2 separate regions of the Xenopus tropicalis genome follow, and region 2 is linked to region 1. Evidence: chromatin contacts called from public Hi-C data. All regions are on one chromosome and are shown on one strand. Each heading gives the region's core, a stretch centred on a gene start, on an enhancer-like site or on the middle of the called end of the contact. The rest is flanking DNA. Distances are from core to core; before and after follow the strand shown.

The links. A called contact is a pair of places that touch in the nucleus more often than the background predicts.
Region 2: a contact with region 1 is called in a Hi-C map of neurula embryo, with 1.9 times the contacts expected there. The contact joins the promoter of rhbdd3 here to the enhancer-like site in region 1. A contact is called at or near these places in 3 of 5 Hi-C or Micro-C datasets (brain, gastrula embryo and neurula embryo).

The regions. Positions count from the first base shown.
Region 1 is chr1:144,900,356-144,906,280 of UCB_Xtro_10.0, reverse strand. rasl10a (RAS like family 10 member A) reads right to left here. Exons shown (of 4, transcript NM_001005037.1): 3 at 5,157-5,278; 4 at 3,279-4,488. The coding sequence ends at 4,227. Among named protein-coding and RNA genes, the nearest start is that of rasl10a, 6.0 kb to the right of the region's middle. Within about 2 kb of position 2,805, at least 3 of the 11 cell types and tissues checked have an H3K27ac peak or open chromatin away from gene starts, as enhancers often do. A contact at or near this core is called in neurula embryo, where this site is marked.
Region 2 is chr1:144,956,489-144,962,413 of UCB_Xtro_10.0, reverse strand. rhbdd3 (rhomboid domain containing 3) reads right to left here and starts at 2,657. Exons shown (of 7, transcript NM_001044516.1): 1 at 2,624-2,657; 2 at 1,554-1,649. It overlaps ewsr1 (EWS RNA binding protein 1), which reads left to right and starts at 2,726. Exons shown (of 17, transcript NM_203978.1): 1 at 2,726-2,741. The coding sequence starts at 2,729.

The DNA.
Region 1 (5,925 bases), core at 1,556-4,055:
TTTCATATTTGGCTTTTTCAGCTGACTGCTCTTTTGTGAGGAAATACTTAAAGGAACAGTAACACCAAAAAATGAAAGTGTTATAAAGGAATTCAAATATAATGTATTGGTGCCCTGCATTGGTAAATCTGGTGTGTTTGCTACAGAAACGTTAATATAGTTTATATAAGTAAGCTGCTGTGTAGCCCCGGGGGCAGCCATTCAAGCTGAAAAAAAAGGAGAAAAGGCACAGGTTACATAGCAGATAATGGATAAGCTCTGTAGAATATAATGGGGTTTTATCTGTTTTCTGCTAAGAAACCTGTGATTTTTCTCCTTTTTTCCAGCTTGAATGGCTGCCCCCATGGCTACACAGCAGCTTATTTATATAAATTATAGTAGTCTTTCTGAGGCAAACACACCAGTTGTACCAGTGCAGGGCAACAGTGCTTTATACTGTAATCACTTTATACACTTTCATTTTTTGGTGTTACTGTTCCTTAAAGACAACCTATGAACAAGGGAAAAACCCACAGGCTTTGGTGTGCATTTGCTGAATGAAAATGCTTTCTGTCCTTTAGGAACACTGCATATATATATAACAGAAGAATAAGCACAACACTCACAGGACTTGATAGTGAAAAAAAACTGATCCTTTATTTGTGCAAAATAAAGGATCAGTTTTTCCACTCCTGTAAGTGTTGTGCCTATTCTTCTGTTTATATTTTGATCTCCATACTTGGCACCCAGGCAGTCACCCAGACAAGTTTGGGCTAGTGCTCTATTTTTTTGAGAAAGGCTGAGGTTTTTAGCCGAAACATCAGTTCACCACTTTAATAAATTATTTTTGATTGCACCTAAGTCCTGTGAGAGCAGCTTCTTCGTTATCTCTCTCTCTCCCTATATATATATATATATATATATATATATATATATATGTACTATTATATATGTACTATTAACTGTTCCACATCCCAACTACTGACTTACCCTTAACAACAACACCAAATACATAAAATATTCCTCAAATACTGACATATTGCTTTTAAAGTATATTGTATGTAGTATATAAAGATGTGGGCCAGATGGAAGCAAATATTCTCAGTCAGTTACAGAGCTGATATGGAATTGGCCGACATCTGTGTTCTATGGGAAATATAGACTGCCGATATCACTGTATAAGAACAAAATCAGCAGGGACTTTTTTTAAGCAATAAGAGAATGATAAATGTGAGCAGTACAGGCTCTGTGGAACAATAGGTGGAGTGATTGAGGGGCAGGGAGGGAGCAGTGGAAAAGCAAACAAACAGCAGATGTTATTAGTATGGAACATTAGAGATTATATATATATATATTTTGCAATAGTATTGTATTATACTGCAGGTTTTACACAGGGACCATAGGGAACAGTTCTATGCAGTATTTTCAAGAATCATTAAAGGAACAGTAACACCAAAAAATGAAAGTGTATAAACGTAACTAAAATATAATGTGCTGCTGCCCTGCACTGGTAAAAGTTGTGTGTTTACTTCAGAAAGTCTACTATAATTTATATAAATAAGCTGCTATGTAGCCATGGAGGCAGCCATTCAAAGGAGAAAAGGCACAGGCACATAGCAGATAACAGATAAAACACTATTGTATTCTACAAAGCTTATCTGTTATCTGCTATGTAACCTGTGCCTTTTCTCCTTTTTTCCAGCTTGAATGGCTGCCACCGTGGCTACACAGCAGCTTATTATATAAATTATAGTAGAGTTACTGTAGCAAACACAGCAGTTTTACCAGTGCAGGGCAACAGTGCATTATATTTTTATTACTTTAAAGCTCTTTCATTTTTTAGTGTTACTGTTCCTTTAAGGAAGGCAGCATAAAGAAACAGAAATAGATCATGCGCAATAGAAAAAACTATCCTTATACTGTATATATGGAACAAACAGGATGAATTGAAAAAATAGTTATAGGAGGCAGCAGGAGACATACAGTCATATAACAGGAGGTCTGTACCATAATGCATTTAAATACACAACATACAGACTGGCAGGTGATGAATGATATATTGTCTTAATGGCCCATCTACATGGATAGCCAAATAGCTCTGGTCTGTCTGTTTATCCATTGGCCCAGATGCTTGTATGTATAATCTATACAGATCTGCTGATGCAAGGTGGTCTCTAAAACTCCCACTATGGCCATGAAAGCCCAAACTGAGTTAAATCAGCCAAACCATTTAATAATATATGTCCATGCACAGTCACTTTAGAAAAATGAATGCCGCATCCTATGGCATCTTGCATGGTGGGCAGCAAACCCTGCTTGGGGACACTCAGGGGCAGATTTATCAAAATGTGAAATTAGAGCTCAGCACAGTAAAATTTCCCCACTTTACCCCATTTATTTCTATGGGATTTTTAGATGTGTATTTATCAATGGGTGAATGCTAACTTTGACCCATCAATACACCTCTAAAAATCCCATAGGAATGAATAGAGTGGGGGATTTAGTCGCACTTAAATAAATCTGCCACTAAGTACAATTACTGTGTTTCCATTCAGTATGACTGAGTAGTAGACTCTTGATACTATATATTTGTTTTTTTGCTTGAAAGGACTTTATTCTTTCTTTTTCATTGAATATTTTATGTCATGCTATTCTAATTATTTGTAAAATATTTAACCCAACCCACAGTTTCTGCAGAGAAAACACTGTGCTAAAATCTTTGCTAATGGCTCCAGACAACAATGAAAGCAGCCGTCTCAGTATTCTCCATCAGCCAAACAGCCCGCCTATGACACAACAATGCAGATAAGAGATAAGAGCTGCTGTGTTTGCAGTACACATGGCTGTTTTGGATGTTTGATACGCCTTATTGTTAAGTAGACCAAACAGTGCTAAAGAAATAGTCTCCATAGACTAACACTGCATTGTCTAATAGGTACTCATACCATTGCCCTTGGTCTACCATAGATCATTAAGCTCCTGAAACAGCCCTGCGTACCATGATCCCTACACCTTGACTAATGCCATGCAAAGACAAGTCCCTAGAGAGATGAAAAATACAACTTTTCACATTAAGCAACAATCTACCCAGAATCCTTCCTGGCAGCACAGGGAGGTTGGCAGTCAGATTTCTAGGAACCTATCATGGGAGACATGAGGGAATGGATAGCTATAACTCAGCCTGTATCTAGATCCTGTGCAGGGGAATTAAACAGTCTCAGCTGAGAACCTTCACTTAGTATCCATTGCATTCACTTCACCCACATTACATATTAAAAATTGTCCATAACACACCAGCGTAGTGATAAATGATAATAATTTATTGTATGTTGACTTAATGGATGACAAGTCATTTTGATGACAAGCAGGATTTGGGAATTTGGGGCATACAGTATTTAAGAAACAGTATTAATGTTGTTCTTTTACTTCTTTCTTTCCTTTCTCTATATTAGTTTCACAATGCCACTGCAACCCCCCCCCCCCCGTCGGTATATTCTCTTACAGATGTGCAGTATTTTCTTGGAATTCTAAACAAATACATTAAAGAGGGTGTTACATTGAGTGCCTTTCTATAATACTTGCTAAGCTTCTATTCTCCCCTCAGCTATTTTTGTAAATGTCAAGAACACCAAATGCCTGAGTAAATCACAAGTAAACTTCAACGAAAAAAACACTCACCAAAATCATATTCTCATAGGTAGAAATAATGAAAAAAAGAACACAACTGTAGATTGTAAGTGCACCTCTAAATGATTTGTATCCTTTCTCAATAGAAGGGTATTTGGGGAGGCAGAGAGCTCTGTATATTCCCTTGTAAGCCTGTGCAGCTGCTGGAGTCTGCTAATGTCAGATGCACAGATGTGTATGTACAATACAGAGACAAATATCTGCTTATATATGGGGAGTGACAATGAATGTCTACTTGTCAATGTCTAGAAGATGTGTGGTCTCTTGCTGCTGAATAAACTACCTTGGAAATGACATTGCTGTTGTGTGTTCTGTTCCTGGAAGTACATGGAGAAGCCAAATGGATGCTTTGGCCATCTTATATGTATGTTTGGTGACATTAAGAAAAAATGGAGAATTATGAATGGGCGGATGCAGCAATTGAGACAGTGACAGACTCGAGAGTGAGTCCTGATGCTGTATAACTGTGTCTATGTTCATGACACTGACACAATTATGAGAGAGCCCTTCAGTGTGAGCATGATTGTACAATGTTTCTTGGATAATAGTGCTTGGCCTGCTCACATGATGCTGCACCGCTCCCGGTGAAGTGCCCCTTGGAGGCAGATGCTGGGGCTGGTGCTTCTGCCCCTGGTTGTTGCACTGATGAGAAGCTCCTTGAATAGAAGAAGAATGTGCCAGTTGCTTCGGGCAGAGCACTCCAGGTATCCACACTTCCAGCTCTTCTTCACCAGCACAGACAGTACATGGCGTGGGGCAAAGCGATGCTTCTGCTGATCTCTTTTATTGCCAACTACTACTATTAAGGGGCTTTTGTTTGTGCTGTGAAGATAATAAAGTGTCAGTCCCACAGTATTTCTGGCCTTTATCATGATATATGCCAGTGCCTTCCTAACCTGTGCACAGCTGGCCCCTTCATCTCCCCTATAGAGAAAAACACTCACCCACTCACTGCACTCACCCATTATCAATACATATAGAACATTAAGACATTCTTTGCATTATGCTACCAAGATGTGCCCTCCCCTTTAAACAAAACAGGGATTGTTTGTCCATATTTAAACCCAACATGGATCCCATCAGTTTGCAGAAAAAATGATATGGGCAGATTTCTATAGTTCTGATCGTTTGTGCAAAGTGCATGAACAATCTGAACAGCAGGAACTGACGAAGCACTGGCCGACATGGTGCATCTGCAGATGAAATGTTTAAACCTGCCATTCTCTGAACCAGGTGATATCCACATGCACAGGCCATCAGTTTTGAACCATTTTATCTGCGTGTATGGCTACAGTTATCATTATTCCCTGTCTATGCATTCAGCAATGTCCAACTAAACTCAATGCTTCTTGTCTTTAAAGTGTATTGTTTTTCCATCAAAAAAATGTTTTTTAGCCAAAAAAAAATCTATACATTGAATTCCCAGGAAGTAATGTGGCTGGAGCAACAGACAATTTAGGGAAAAGCCCTGGGTTACAAAACTACCTGACCTGTCCAGGATTTGTTGCCTCAGTAGCTTCACATGGTGGAAACTCTCAGGACTGCAGATGTCAAAAACCAAGATGAAGGCTCTGCTGTTCCTCAGGCCACGGAATCGCGGATCCATCCACTCCTGGGGAAAGAGCCCAAACGTTAAAAGAAAAATATGTTTAAAGGTATTCATATTTATACTGTAAGTGGCTAGGAGTATCTGATCACTATTAAAGGGAATGTACACCCAAAAATGTTTTCATTTAATATTTAATAAACATTTTTAATGGCTTATAAGTTTGCATGTGCAGTATCTGTTTATCCCTTTCTGTTTATCCCATCTGTTTCAAACAATGTAGAAGTCAAGTTCTCCTTCATGTGTGTTAATGTCGGTTTAAATGTTATTTGTGAATGTAATTGCTATTGAAAGGAGAATATTTGTGTCCCTTGCCATTCTCTGCACTGCTGTTTCTGACTATACACACAATGTAGCAGAAGCCAACTGATTAACAACCCTGTGAAGAGGCATGCATAGCACTGTAGGTCTTGAGTGGGGAAGCACTGATTCTGTCTCATCGTATCAAGAGCCAAAAGCAGCAATACAGAAAGGGGCAGACTAATAGAGATTTAAATAGCAATAACATATACAACTGACAATGTTTAATGAATGAATATAAGAATATTGATGAGAATTACAGTTCTTTCATTTGACATTTATTTACATCTCCTATAAAGTACCTTTCTCTTCTGACACTGTCAAGGTAACAAGGCAATATTACATTACCTCAT
Region 2 (5,925 bases), core at 1,408-3,907, 56 kb before region 1:
CTGTACACATAAATAACAGTTCACATAAACGTTTTTGCCAGAAATGTGTGACGTACAAGTTATTATATTTTTTTTCAAAGTATCTGCTCATAGCTTTCTTAAAACAAATACTTTACCTAAATATACATATTTTAGTTTCAACCCTCTCTCTCTACATATATACATCTTTCTTTTAGCTTTTATTATGGACCAAATACTGCAGTGAACAACAGACCTATACTAAGACCATGTTGTTCATCAATTATATTAAATATAGCTCTTTAAAATACTAGCAAAGCTAAAAAAAAGTTGTGAAATGAAACACGACAATTAACTTTGTTTAGAAGGAACACTCAGTCTCTATGATTATATATATTCCCCTGGGCCAACATTTCTGTTCACTCTCAAGCGTACCCAGGTAGAATATTCTCTACAATGTAATTTTCAAGACATTTAAAACCTACATTGTGCTAATATTATTTTCAACTATGGTAGGGCTGCCAAATTCAACAATTGTATGGGTTTTTATGGATATCTAAACTAAAAACATAATTCAGATAATTTTTTAAATCTTCTTAAACTAACACAGTTCCTTGTGTTTTTTGGTACTAAGAGCAAGTTGATCATGAAACAATTATATGAAATTGCATGAAACATTTTTTATCATATGTCTATAAATGAAAAGCATGCTGGACAGGAAATGGGTTGATCTGTATAGTGTCCCTTTAAAACAGCTTTCTTCCAGGGCTTCACATACTCATCGTACTAAATACACAGGCCTCCCTATCTGAAAAACCACGGCTGTAATTTTAATAAATTAACCAGGTGTGTGCAAATAATACCATTATACAGTATTAACCTAAGTGCAATGCTTTATCTTAGAGATGCAAAAGTAAAATATAGACTCTTGATTCTAGTATAAAATTTTGGGTTATTGAGGTTTAACCCATCATGCACCAACTTATTTACTTATCATTGGACCATTACAATATAAGAACCCTATTACATTTTAACAATAGTCAAATTAATCAGGAGCCAATTAACCTGTCTCTATGTTTTTAGAGGGATGAAACTGAAGTACCCAAAGGAAATCCACAAAGAAACAAAAATACTCATATATTGTTCCCAGGTCAGAAGCCAAATTAGGATTTATGCGCAGCAATGGTTAAAGAGAAAGCATGTTTAGTTCTGCCTTTGCATTTGCTGGGCTGTACCATGTGAGAAACTAGAAAAGGAACAAACAAGGTGTAAAAAATAAATATTATGATTATGATGTTTGAAGCTTAATTCAAATATATGTGTTTTCTCAAAATGGATATATTCTTGAGATGTACTGGTGTCACTACATCAGCCCATGTGCATCCACATGGAGCAGATTTCAGTGCCAAAATGCATGCTCGCACAGAATGGGCATTCTCCCAATGCCAGGTTTAAAAAGTTTATTATCAGTGATAGCCTACTGCGAAAGTTGGCCAAATCAAGGCCCTTTCTTCGCCTCTCCCAGTACTGTAAATATGAGTGAATTCTGTAAAATCTAGATGGTTTGACATGTCTGCATTATACAGGGAGCTTACCCTTCTAGTGGTTATTAACCAGCTCCTCCTCCCATGCTTGTTTGAAATAACCACAGGAATTTGGAAAGTGAAACTACTTTCAGGCTTTGTCCTATTCTGTGCAAGAAATAACAAAAACCATAAGTATTTATTATATAAAACAATACAGTACGTTCAGCATAATCTATTGTTTTACTTAATGCTTAACATTTATACATAAAATGAAGCAGTGAATTATCAAGCAGTTGCGAAGTCCCCCTGCAAAAAAACTATAGAGGAGCCTAGCACAACCCTGCTCCCCCTCACTGCCCTCTCATGCACATGTGTGCCCACTGGCTGTGGCAAATGCACTCATTTTCCAGTATTTAAGTGGCTGGGGAGAGGAATTTCTGTGCAGCAGACACTACAGTCCAGCCCACCCTGTCCACCAGGTGACATCAATTAAATAATCTATATTATTTTCAACACTGAAAGCTGTCAGGACCTTAGATGTAAGCTCCTCTGAAAGGTTGTCATGTTTTCTGGAAAAAAATACTTGCCTTACTATATTTTTATTTTCTTTCCCTATTATTAATATTGGTATGAAGCATACATTTTACCAACCATGTGGCAACCCTAGAACAGACATATATATAACCTCAGGAATATGTCAGCGCTATATCAAGAGTAATACCACTACTAATGACCATTTTCAAAGGCCAGACTGGAAACTCGTTCATTCTAGTCAGTATACATAATTTATTGCAGCTACAACCTTTGCATATTTAGAGATATAGGTAGACAGCTACTGTAAACAAATACCTTGTAAAGCAGTGACTACCACCAATATGTCATTGTTTTACAGGTATTACCACACCTACCCCTAACATCAGCCATTTTACTTTTCCCCTACCCATAGGCTCCGTAACGTATCACAGCCCACTATTTCACATGGAATAAACCATCCATTCTACCTGATGGAAGCGCTAACAACAGACTATTTGCATTTTGAGTTTCCAGCTCGCGCTGACTCTTAATGCAAGCCTCTTTTTATGTTTTAATTACATGCGACATTTTAAGCCTGATTGCTGTGTGTGGATCAAAAATCTTACCTCCCCTCTTCTTAAGCGCAAGTGGTTTGGTCCACACGTAGAGTACTGCGCAGGCGCAGCGCGTGTTCTACCACACAGGCGCTGCGGCGGTTGAAGGCACACAAAATGGCGTCTACCGGTAAGTATCTGAAACTACAAATGGCGTTACGATTATTATTCATACGGTTGCATTCCGGAAATGTGTTTTCAGTGTTGGTTTGTTTCTATATGCGGACCCTCTTGTTTATAGTTAAATATAGTTACGTGTATGCGAAATATAGGGGGCTTTCGCTGTTTCCGCTTAGTTAGGCCCCACTTACAGACGTGTTTTAGGAAGCGGCGTTAATGTTGGGGCTCTTACCGTGCAGCTCTCTGGCTGTACCCCCAACTACAGTTTTCGAGCGCCATGTTTAAAGCAGTTGGAGAGCATCGTATTGTGGCGCCGCAGTGTTATTAAGTAACAGATGTGCCCATTGTGGACGGGGCAGAGCAGTTCCCCCCATTGATTCTTGTGACGCAGATCGATATTGATCGCAGCGGACGCAAATGTATTGGATCACGTAGATATAAAACATGTTAAAAAAAAAAAGTGATTGCCGAACTAAATACGCTTGAATTTCCTCCAAGTACGCGAGTAAATGCGAAGTGCTCATGTGGGCGAACGCAAGGTGAACCCGCTGTTCATGTTTGTTTACTGTGCTTATGAATGGCAATATGTAATCACCCATCGTTCATAAAGGATCCTGAAAGTTAACTTGGTATCCTTTTCGCACTTCCATATATTTGACGATCACCATCAGACCTGAATTTGTAGAAAGATATTTTTGAAGCCAGTATATTATCTGGGGACAGTTTATAATCCCCTGCATTATGGCAGTACTGTAAAATGTAACATGTGCAAATACTAGTTTTTCTGGAACACTTCACAAAGCCTCTTCTCCCTTCCCTCCTCTTAGTGTCAACATATTCCACAGGGCATTTCAATAATAAAAACATTGTTAACATCAGTCCCTGCCCAATGCAGGGGCACAAGGCCAGATCTGATTGTTTGGGGCTTGCCCGCTCTCCTAAAATGGTGGGTTAACTTATTTTAGGCCTATGTGGGATATGGAGACAAATCAATATGTAGCTGCAACATGCAATTGTCTGACTTGAACCTGGAAACATTTTCCTATTTTTGGGTTTATGTGATGCATATGGGAGGTTTTCATCTGAAGAACACCTAAATCTACCTGTACAGGTATTGGACCCCTTATCCGGAAACCCATTATCCAGAAAGCTCCAAATTATGGAAAGGCCCTCTCCCATAGACTCCATTATAAGCAAATAATTTAAATTTGTAAAAATGATCTCCTTTTTCCATGTAATAAAACAGTACCTTGTACTTGATCCCAACTAAGATGTAATTACCTCTTATTTGAGCCAAAGCAATCCTATTGGGTTTAATTACAGTTTAAATAAATTTTTTTAGCAGCCTTAAGGTAGGAGATCCAAATTACAGAAAGACCCCTTATCCAGAAAACTCCAGGTCCCGAGCATTCTGGATAATGGGTCCCATACCTGTACTATCTTTCACTGAGTTTAACAAAGTGCCTACAATTGGCCTAAAAGAGGATTTGAATGTATATTTTTTCTAAAGCTTTAGTTCAGTGGTTCTCAACCTTTCGACCCTTTCACAGGGGTTGATTAAGACCATCGGAAAACACAAATCTCCGATGGTCTTAGGAATAATTTTATGGTTGGGTGTCACCACAACATGAGGAACTGTATTAAAGGAACAGTAACACCAAAAATGAAAGTGTATTTAAAATATAATGTACTGTTACCCTGCACAGGTAAAGTTGTGTATTTGCTAAAGTAACAGTACTATAGCTTATATAAATAAGCTACTGTGTAGCCATGGGGGCAGCCATTCAACCTGGAAAAAAGGAGAAAAGGCACAGGTTACATAGCAGATAACAGATAAGCTCTGTAGAATATAATGGGTCTTTATCTGTTATCTGCTATGTGCCTGTGCCTTTTCTCCTTTGAATGGCTGCCCCCATGACTACACAGCAGCTTTGTTTATATAAACTATAGTAGTCTTTCTGAGGCAAAAACACCAGCTGTACCAGCATAGGGCAACAGTACATAATATCATAATTATTTTTATACACTTTCATTTTTTGGTGTTACTGTTCCTTTAAAGGGTCGCGACGTTGGGAAGATTGAGAACCACTGCTCTAGTTTATGTAGCACTGTACAACAGAACAATAAATAAAACAAAGCAGTGGGTCATCAAATTAATAGTTAAATACAAAGTGTGAAAATAAATAAAAGTAGATACAAAGTTTTGTGATAAGTTAAGAATCAGACATGAGGAGAGAGATTCCTGCCTTGTAGAGATTAGTCTAAATGGGAGGGTAAATTACAGACACAAATAAAAAGGATAAGAGTGCTGCAGGTTACAGTGGGTGACGCTGCTATATATGTACTAGTATCCACATCAGATGCTGTGGTAGTCTTTGAACTTAGTTCTGAAAAGGCTGAGGGAAGGTTCTCTAGAGAAATTCAGGGATGGCATTCCAAATATAAGGAGCAGCAAGGCAGAAATGTTTTAAGGTGGGAAATGGCAGCAGTAGTAGTGGGGGGCGCGACCAAACAGTTGCTCTGAGAGGAGTGGAGGAATTGGCCAGGAACATATGGAGACAAGAGCAGAAATGCAGAGGAATGAAGGGCTTTTAAAGGTTAAAAGAAGGAGCTTGTATGTAATGCTTGGTTTTATGGGAAGCTCCTCGATGAGACTATCTGTTTAAGTATTCATTCCGGTGATAGCTTTCCTTTAATAAACTTCTTTCACATATGAATGAAGGGTGATATCCTTACAGTGAGTGCCAACCATTTGGGTTTTTAGTGCGCTACCACCATTAATATGGGGATGGTCTTAAAACCACTTGTGTTAACATGGGTGTGGTTTAAAAAAGACTCGCGAGTCTTTTTCGGCGATTTGCGCGAAATCGCGCCGGCGACTTACATGTTCGCCGGTGGGATGGCAGGGGGAAGGCAACTCGGGGAGATTAGTCGCCCGCGAACAGGGAGTTTTGCCGCGGGCGACTAATCTCCCCGTGTACCAGAGCCCTGAATGTGCACTGATCCATATAACAAAGGGGGTTATGTAATAAAAGGCACTAAGTTTACCCAGGAGCAGTAACCAATAGCAACCAATCAGCAGGTAGAATTTACTGGTTGCTTGTTTGAAAACACATCTTATTGGTTGCTATAGGTTACTGCTACTGGACAAACTTAGGGGCTGATTTACTTACCCACGAACGGGTCGAATGGAG